Regions from separate parts of the Hordeum vulgare genome. Here region 1 is linked to region 2. Evidence: chromatin contacts called from public Hi-C data. All regions are on one chromosome and are shown on one strand. Each heading gives the region's core, a stretch centred on a gene start, on an enhancer-like site or on the middle of the called end of the contact. The rest is flanking DNA. Distances are from core to core; before and after follow the strand shown. Region 1 has its middle 19 kb from the start of LOC123429425. Region 2 has its middle 32 kb from the start of LOC123425220.

Region 1 (4,287 bases), core at 916-3,415, 75 kb after region 2:
TGCTAGCTCCGCCACCGGTGTCCGCACTAGGTCGGCATGAATGTAGCGTTGGACCTCTCGACTGAAACGGTTGCACGCAATTGCTTCGTGCGAGAGGACGTGAACACGAGAGAGGTTTTTAAGTGGGCCCGGGGTGTCCAACGCGTACGTGGCAGCGGTCCGGACGCCCGCAAAGACCCGCCTGATTTGCCTCGGGTTTGCGAAAATATGGTCGTCATGACCGGTCCGCGGACCAATCGCATACGGCGTTGGATCGCAAAATTTGTTTGGATCACTCGGGGTGTGTTTGGTTGCTTGAGTGGTTGTAAACTGCATCGCATGAGGGATCCAGGGTGAGCTGGGCCTGGTTGTGTTGATGCAAAGATGAGCTAAGATGAATGTTTGGTGGACTGCATGATATGGATGCATGAGAGATGTTATATATATACAATAGATATTGTTTGGTAGGCTGTGTTTGAGATTCATCTTGTGAACTTTCCTCTTTTAATTTTAATCATTTAACTAAATCTGGATCATTTCATGGACAAAGAACGAGTAAAACAAGAATTAACTGAAATCTGAAATATGTTTCTCCAAATATCAGAAGAGATGAAGCAGCATGTGGTAATCCCTTACTAGCAATCCAGCATTACAAAAATCCCCGAAAGCTGCTCTGTTTTAGATCTCAACTACGAATCCATAACTAATGCGGCCGTCCGTCTATTGAGTTCATTGTCAGCCTTCTTCAGAAAAACATCCCAGCCGCTCCCTTCCCCCCAATCCAGCATATCATACGGCACTGCTGTCATTAACCCTGGCCGTGCGCGACGCAGTCAGAGGAGCAGAGCAGCATGGCAACCTCGGCGAAGCAGGTGCAACGGATGGTTGAGCCTGGGGAACGCGGCGTCCCCGAGCCCGGCAATGGCGGCGTCGACCGCGGCCTCCAGCTCGGGGAAGGCGGGGCGGGGCGGGCTCTCGTCGTCTTCGTCGTCGGAGCAGCCAGAGAAGAGGTCGGAGCTGTCGCGGTCGGGAGGTTGGCGTGGAGCGGCGCGAAGGGGGTGCGGCCGGAGGTGAGTTCCGGCAAGAGGAATGGTGGAGGGGCGTCGCGGCCTGGGCAGGCGGTCTGGCCGGTGAGGTAGCGGAGGAAGGCGGTGGAGAGAGGGATGACGACGGAAAAAAAAAGAAAGGGTGATGCATGCACGAGCCTGGATGCGGGATACGCCCGATTCTCGCGTATGCCTCAACCTGGCTGAGAGGCCCTCTTTTGCATCTGACAGGGCAGGCTGAGAAGGCCGTGCGGGATACCAAACAAGTTGGATTTTGCATGTCGGATGCGATGCAGGTGCGACCCACCCAACCAAACACGCCCTCGGTGCAGACGATTTGTAGGTGGCGTTCTGCGTGAAGATGCCCTAAGAACCCGTGGATTATGGGTGCCACGTGGCCGCTTTGCATTTGGTGGCATCTTTCCCTTTTGGGGAACTCCAGGGCATCGGGGATTCAGGGGGACATCCAAATCCGCTTATAGCCCTAAAAAATACAGTACAGTACAGTAGAGGCCGCCATTAGCATGGCTCCTTCCTTCCTTTCCTGTTCTTGCCACTGCTTGCACATTTCTTAATTGCCACTTGCATAAAAAGCATGGAGGGAGCGCAGCTGTAAACTGTGCAGATGGTCTGCCAGTAGCCTCAGAGTGGCTGCGTTGTGCATCAACCTAGGTATGATTAGGAAGCTTGTTTATTTAGCAACAAGTGATGCTGCAAGCTAGTGACATAGAGTGAGCAGCAATGTGGTCATGTGACGGCATGATGCAGAATAAAGCTTGCCTTCTTTCCCCCATCAACTTTTTTCAGAGACCTGGAAAAGAAATTCAGCCTTGTGTGTGTGCTCTACAAACGGATGGGCATGTACATGCGGCAGTAGCCCATAGACCAGTACTGCTGTAGTAGAGTTAGAGTAGATAGTAGTAGTAGTGGGCTTTGCTGCATGTGTCCACTGTCCTTGGAGCGTTTCCTACTCATCTTTGCATGGAAAGAATACCAAAGAAGATAAGAAATTCGACAGAGAGAAGAGAAGAGAGAGAGAGAGAGGGGGAGAGAGAGAGGGTGTGGCGCCTGGCGGATACGGCTCGGGCCAATGGGAACTTGACATGCAAGGGTGATGGGACGGCGAAATTCCTTTCCAAATGGACCGGTCGTGGCCTACCAGCACCCTGCTACCACCACGTTTCCAGCTTCTTTTACGATGCACGCAGTACCACCACCCCTGCTGCTGCCCGCTTTATATATTCCGAGCACCTTTCTTTTTCGCTGCAGTTTTCAGAATTTCTGCCTTTGCGTGGCTGCCTCCCGTTCCGAAAAGGGCAAAACCTATGAGGGATTTCGTTGATGGAGCCTGCTTAGTTAATTATATATAACTCCAGTTGATGAGCTCTGCTAGTATATGGATGGAGAGTAGTGATAGGCCGGCCAGTGAACGGCTCAAGTTCCCGTGCTTGTACTCGTTTTGATGCCACTGCTGCTATTCTTGCCAGCAAGTGGCAAGGGCAAGCGCATGGCGTTGCTAGTTCTGGTACTAACTGGAATTGGTCCGTATAGAGATAGATTCGTTAACACACATTGACTTTTGGAGGATTATTAGATCAGTGGACCTGAATGAACCGTGTGTAACTTGTACTACCTTGATGATCTGTATGACTGGGGTTTGCATGGTTTGGAGATTCATTCAGATGAGGTGTAGCGATCGTGCTTGAGGCTTGAGAGAGATCTGAATCTCTCGTTTTGTTTACAAGGCAATCGGGCTGAATCTTGGGTGCGCCAGGATCCAGGGAGACTTTTCTTTCCCCGGCCTGCCTCTGCCTGGGGTGGCGTGGTGGGGCCGAGATGACGGATCATGGATGGCAATGCCGTGGCGGGTCCATGATTCCATGCGTTGCGTTGGTGGGAGTTCTTTATCCACTCCCTCTCTCTCACTCAGTCAGCGTCCGGACGGAGTACGAGTAGTCCTGCTACTGCTGCAGGATGCAGCCCCGCCGCTCAATGATGGCCAGACCGCTCCTAGTCCGGCCGGCTTAGATCTAATCACGGCATGCGCCGGCCGGCCGGCCGGCTTGGTAAGGTCGAACGAGCACCGGATTAGGTTAACGCCACCATGCCCTGTGGCGGGGTGGGAGCCATGCATGCATGCATCGGCGCCCAGCCCAATCGTTGATCTCATCATGGGTCCTTTCGGTGACTGCTCACAGCTTTCACCGTCTCGCCTCGCCACCACTTCCCCGTTGGTGCTACGTAGGAGTACACTGCTGCCACTACGTTGTGCATGCGCTGCTCCACTTAAGATCAGCATATCACGGAAGTACGCCGGTGGTAATTTGATAGGCCTGGCGATTGATTATCTGCAGCTAGTAAACCCTCCGGATGCGCTGCTGTGCCGGAATCGTACCCGGTCCGTACGGCGTCTCTAAGTTTACTATGGCGGGGAGCTGCTGCAGAATCTTTCCTTCCACCTCAGCGCCTTTTTTATTAGATGATTTTTTTTTAAGATGAAGCTGAGTGCCCCCATCATCAAAAAAAAAAAAAAAAACTGAGTGCCCGTTTCTGTTTTTGTTTTTCGACGTGGCTAGGTCTTAGTCGATTGAAACTTAGGGCATGTTCGGTTTCCCACCACTCCGCGACTCAGCTCCTGGAGCTGGCGGAGCTGAAGTGAAAAATCAAGGAGCGGGGGAATAGGTGCTCCCCAGATCCTTAATTTTCATGGAGCTGGCGTGTTACCGAACAGATCCTTAATTAGCAGAACTGTTATTTTTTAGGGGCTTGTCAACATTTTTATTGTATGATATAAACAAACGTTCATCGGGATCCAAGCTGGATGAATGGTATTAAGAAGCCACAAATGACAGTCCTGATCAAGCAAAACGGTTCACAATCTGAACCTCGACCTTCCAACCCAACTGAAGAACTATCAAAATAGCTAGACCTAAGAATAAACTCCTTCACGCTGGGCAAGTAAGAGCCCCCAGAACCACCTTTGATATTCTCTACTATTTGCTTCCAATCACATGCAATAACCACCTTATTCACCATCAAATCCTCTGCGAGTGCCAATGCCTCCCTGCACGCAAGAACCTCTAGTGATGTCGGATCCTTCATGCCAGGGCAGACAATTGCTGATGATCCAGGTCGAATTCCCTTTGTGCCTCTACATGTTGCCGTCGCTGCACCTCCGTAGCCACGAGGGGCTAGACCACCACCAACATAAATTTTAACATGGCTGCCTCTCTTTTAAAAATAGGCAAAGCTCAACACATGG
Region 2 (4,242 bases), core at 991-3,490:
TGTTGATGTCAACGGATGGCCTCGTTCATTGAACGCACGCGACCAACTAAAGAAAGAGGCCGAACTATGATGTCTAGGAGATAGGATAAATGTGGTTGAATTCAGGTGCAAAAGGAATTGAACAGAAACTCACCGAGCGCGACGAATGGATGCGACGAACTTGATGAACAGTATACACGGACATTCGAAATTCTTCGTGTGTGGTGGACCGATCGCGTTCTTTCTTTTCTGAATGGTTTCACGGCATGGATGATGATCTTCTCGCGCAAGGACACGAATAGGGGTGGCTTGAGTCGCCGGAATCGGGCACCGGCGTCCATGGAGCAGCAACACTTCGGAAAGAGATTGTGGAAGAACAAGGAAGGTAGAGGGAAGGCGCTGAGTGGAATGACACAGGAGGTCGGTGTGCACCTATATGTACTCGCGGAATTTGAAACGATCAAGAGTTACAGGAATTAGTGGGGAGGCTGTTTCACTGTTGTAGGTATGTTCGTTCCTGTTGAGAGAAAGTAAGGAAGAGGAAGAGAAGAGGCGCTCGTTGGGAGAGAAGCCAGTGGTGAGAATAGGAAGGGAGGAGGAATTATAGGAAGGCAATCAGACAAGGATACATGCCGTTTCATTTCTTTTGTGGATGTTGTCTGATGGTTTCTCTCGTGTATGCATGTTAACTGAGGAAGAATACTAGCGCCTCCCTTGATCGGCTGGTTCACTGGGCTGGTCAGCTGTGCGCCACGCTGGGCCTTGGGTCTTGGTTCGCTTAGGTGGCTGTCCAGAATAGTATGGGAAAAAATAGAGATGAATAAGAAATGCCATGATTTGGTATGCATATACTCACACGTGAGTGATGTAGGCCAGGAATTAACAAAATGTAACTACCTATAGTAGTCTAGAGAGAACTATAAGAGAGAGTGTGTGTGCGCGTGTGTGTGTGTGAGAGAGAGAAATGAACTATATTTTTCTAAAAGATTATCCCAGAACACAAATAGAAGCTCAACCAAAAATCAGTTGGATTTTAGAAAAAAAAACAAATTAAACTCAAAGGTGCATATTTTAGTATGCCTAGGAAAAGAAAACAAGGTCTGACTAAAGGAAAAGAAAAAAACTCAAATTTGATTTAAGTTGGCATTGACTCAAAATAACTCTCAAAATTATGAAAACTAAATTTAAGCTTTTTTTAACACATAAAACAAACAAAATTTGCTGGCTCTAATTTATTTGAAACAGTTTTCTTAAACATTCCGAGAATCGGGATGTTACAGTCATTCAAAGCCACCTCATAAATTTTCAACCATTTCTCATCCATTTGCTATTTTCCATGCATTTAATAATTTTTCTTAGCTAAATGACCCTGAAATTAGAAAACGCTATAAATGAACTCTGAAAAAGCTGAAACTTGGTATGGTATCATTATTTCACCTACATAACATTTGATAAAAAGTTGGAAGGATTACACCAGATACACGTTAAACATTCTTGTTGAACATTTGCAAACTGCACATTGAACATTTTCAAACACAAGTTAAACATTGTCCAAATAAATCATGGCACATGCATTTTTCTGCAAATAAATCATTGTCAAAATATTCATACACAATGAATATTTTATTTGTAAAACTTGTGAACATTCCTTAAGGGTGTATATATAAATGTCACGAGCATTTTTAATATGGTATTAACATTTTTTAGAATTATCTAATTTCCTTTTACATTTCATGAACTTCTTTAACATGTCATGAATCATATTTTAAACGTGTGAATTTTATTAAATGTCACGAATAGGTTTTTAAGTGACACGAACAATTTTCGCAAATTATGCAAATATTGTTTAACATTTTTGTTGATATTCTAATCAAAGTATAATTAAAGTATGTTTAACATTTTTAAATGACACGTACTTTTACAAATGTTATAATGTTATTTTGAAATGTGTGAACATTTTTAATATGACAAATTCTTTATTCAGGGATATAAAAACATACAATGAAATTACATGAATATATTTTACACTAAATGAACATTAAAAATGCACAGTAAAAATTAAAAATTTCAATAAATAATTATTTGAATATAGTTTTAAAGTTTTCAAATATACACAAACTAATAAAATGGAAAAGAGGAAACACAAGAGGGAAGCACCTTCGTAAATCCTAGCAAGCCAGGGTTGCGCAGAGCGAACATGAGCTAGTCCAATTAGGGAGGCGCGTGAGGCGATGCTAACACGAGTCTAACATTTAGAGAGATGGAAACCCCGGGTGCTCCTATACGGCCTTGCAGGTGCCGGTTCCTGCTCCTGGCACCTACAGCGCCCAATGCTGGGCCGGCCCAATAACCTTTGACTGTAATCAAAAAGAAGAAAATAGAATAAAACTCATAAAATTAACAAGTTGATTGATTTTTAAAAATTTCATACAATGCTTATCAAGTCAGTTGAATTCAAAAAAAATTAACTGATTTTCAAAAAAAAAAATCATTAAATTTGAAAAAAGTTCATGTTTCTTAAAAAGTTTAATAAATTTTAAATACATTCATTGATTTTTGAAAAAAAGTTTATCAAATTTTATAAAAGTTTATCATTCCTGAAAAAAGTTCAACAAATATGAAAACAGTTCACATATTTTGAAAAGCGATTGATCAATTTTGAAAAAAAGTTCATCATTTTTTAAACAAAATCATCGAATTTGAAAATTTTCGTCGATTTTTTTGGAAAATTCAATGAATTTCATATTAAACAAATCATCAAAGTTTAAAAAAGTCATCCATTTTGAAAAAAGTTCAGCATAATTTATCAAAAAATAGTTCACCATAATTTAAAAAAGTTCACCAATTTTTTTAAAAAAAAGTTCATGCAATTGAAAACAAAGACGAAAAAGTGGAACAGTGAAAAGAAAAAAGAAAATAAGGGAAGAACGTATGAGGAAAGAAAATGGAGAGGAAGAATCATTACGTGAGGAGCTAACGCTGGACGATGGAGTAGTTACTCCGTCACACTATCGACGGACAGGTTCGTGGGATCGAATCGCTTTAACCCACGTGTCGTACTCCAAATGAAAGGAGAAGATGGGCCGAGCCCAACGGTATCGAGGCTTCGAACGAACGGGAGGGGAATCGGGCTGGCCTGGTCGCGAGGCTGCGTCGGCCGATTTTTGGAACCTTTTCAGCCGAGTTTTTTCGGTTTTTGGGTGTCGAGTCTTCGGCCGAAAGCGAGGGGGTTCGGGCTGGCCCGGTAGCGGGGCTGCAGTGCCTGAAATATTTCCAGCCTTGTTTTTTCGATTTTTGTTTTCACTGTTTTTTTTTTGTTTTGGAAAACTTCTAGATGGTTCCTGACTCAGTTTTTCTCATTTTTTGGGAAAGTTCTAGAAGGTTCGTGAGCCGGTGTTTTTGTATATTTCATTTTTCATTTTCATTTTTTGTTACTTTTTTCTTTTCTGTTTCTGTTTCAAAAAATGTACTTGATTAAAAATATATATTTTTGGATCTTCAAAAAATGTACTGGATTAAAAATATATATTTTTGGATCTTCAAAAAATGTTCTGTATTTTCTAGAAAATTGCTCTTGGTTTTTAAATTTGTTGTCAGTACCAAAAAAAATCTTAAGAGTCAAAAAATATTCGTACTTTAAAAAATTGTTGGTGCTTCCAAATTTGTTCAGGATTTTTCAAAAAAATTCTAGGTTTCGAAACTTGTTCTCAAAATTCAAAAAATGTCCGTGCTTTAGAAATTTATTCGTGCTTCCAAATTTTTTTTGGTGTTTTTGAAATTTGTTCTCAAGATTCAAAAAATGCTCGTGCTTTAAAAAGTTATTCGCGCTTCCAAATTTGTTCACGATTTTTCAAAAATTGTTCGTGCTTTAAAAATTGGTTTGCACTTTCAAATTTCGTCAGATTTAAAAAAAATATTCTAATTTTTCAAATTTTGCTCTCAAGATTCAAAAAATGTTCGTGCTTTAAAAAATTGTTCGCACTTCCAAATTTGTTAACGTTTTTTCCAAAATTGTTCTCGGTTTCAATTTTTTATGAGAATTCAAATAATGTTCGTCCTTTAAAAAATATTCGCGCTTTCAAAATTGTTCGGGGTTTTCACAATAATTCTCTTTTTCAAATTTTAGTTCTCAAGATTCAAAAAATGTTCGTCCTTTAAAAAATGGTCCGCGCTTCCAGAAAATTTCATGTTTTCGAAAAAAATTCTCAGTTTCAAAAATTGTTCACAAAATTCAAAAGATGTCCGTGATTTAAAAATTTGTTC

Evidence for each region. A called contact is a pair of places that touch in the nucleus more often than the background predicts.
Region 1: a contact with region 2 is called in a Hi-C map of leaf, with 2.9 times the contacts expected there. The contact joins two enhancer-like sites. A contact is called at or near these places in 2 of 6 Hi-C or Micro-C datasets (leaf and seedling).

Annotation. Positions count from the first base shown.
Region 1 is chr2H:34,308,081-34,312,367 of MorexV3_pseudomolecules_assembly, forward strand. No RefSeq gene overlaps it. Among protein-coding and RNA genes, the nearest start is that of LOC123429425, 19 kb to the left of the region's middle. Within about 2 kb of position 2,166, at least 3 of the 3 cell types and tissues checked have open chromatin away from gene starts, as enhancers often do. A contact at or near this core is called in leaf and seedling, where this site is marked.
Region 2 is chr2H:34,232,736-34,236,977 of MorexV3_pseudomolecules_assembly, forward strand. No RefSeq gene overlaps it. Among protein-coding and RNA genes, the nearest start is that of LOC123425220, 32 kb to the left of the region's middle. Within about 2 kb of position 2,241, at least 3 of the 3 cell types and tissues checked have open chromatin away from gene starts, as enhancers often do. A contact at or near this core is called in leaf and seedling, where this site is marked.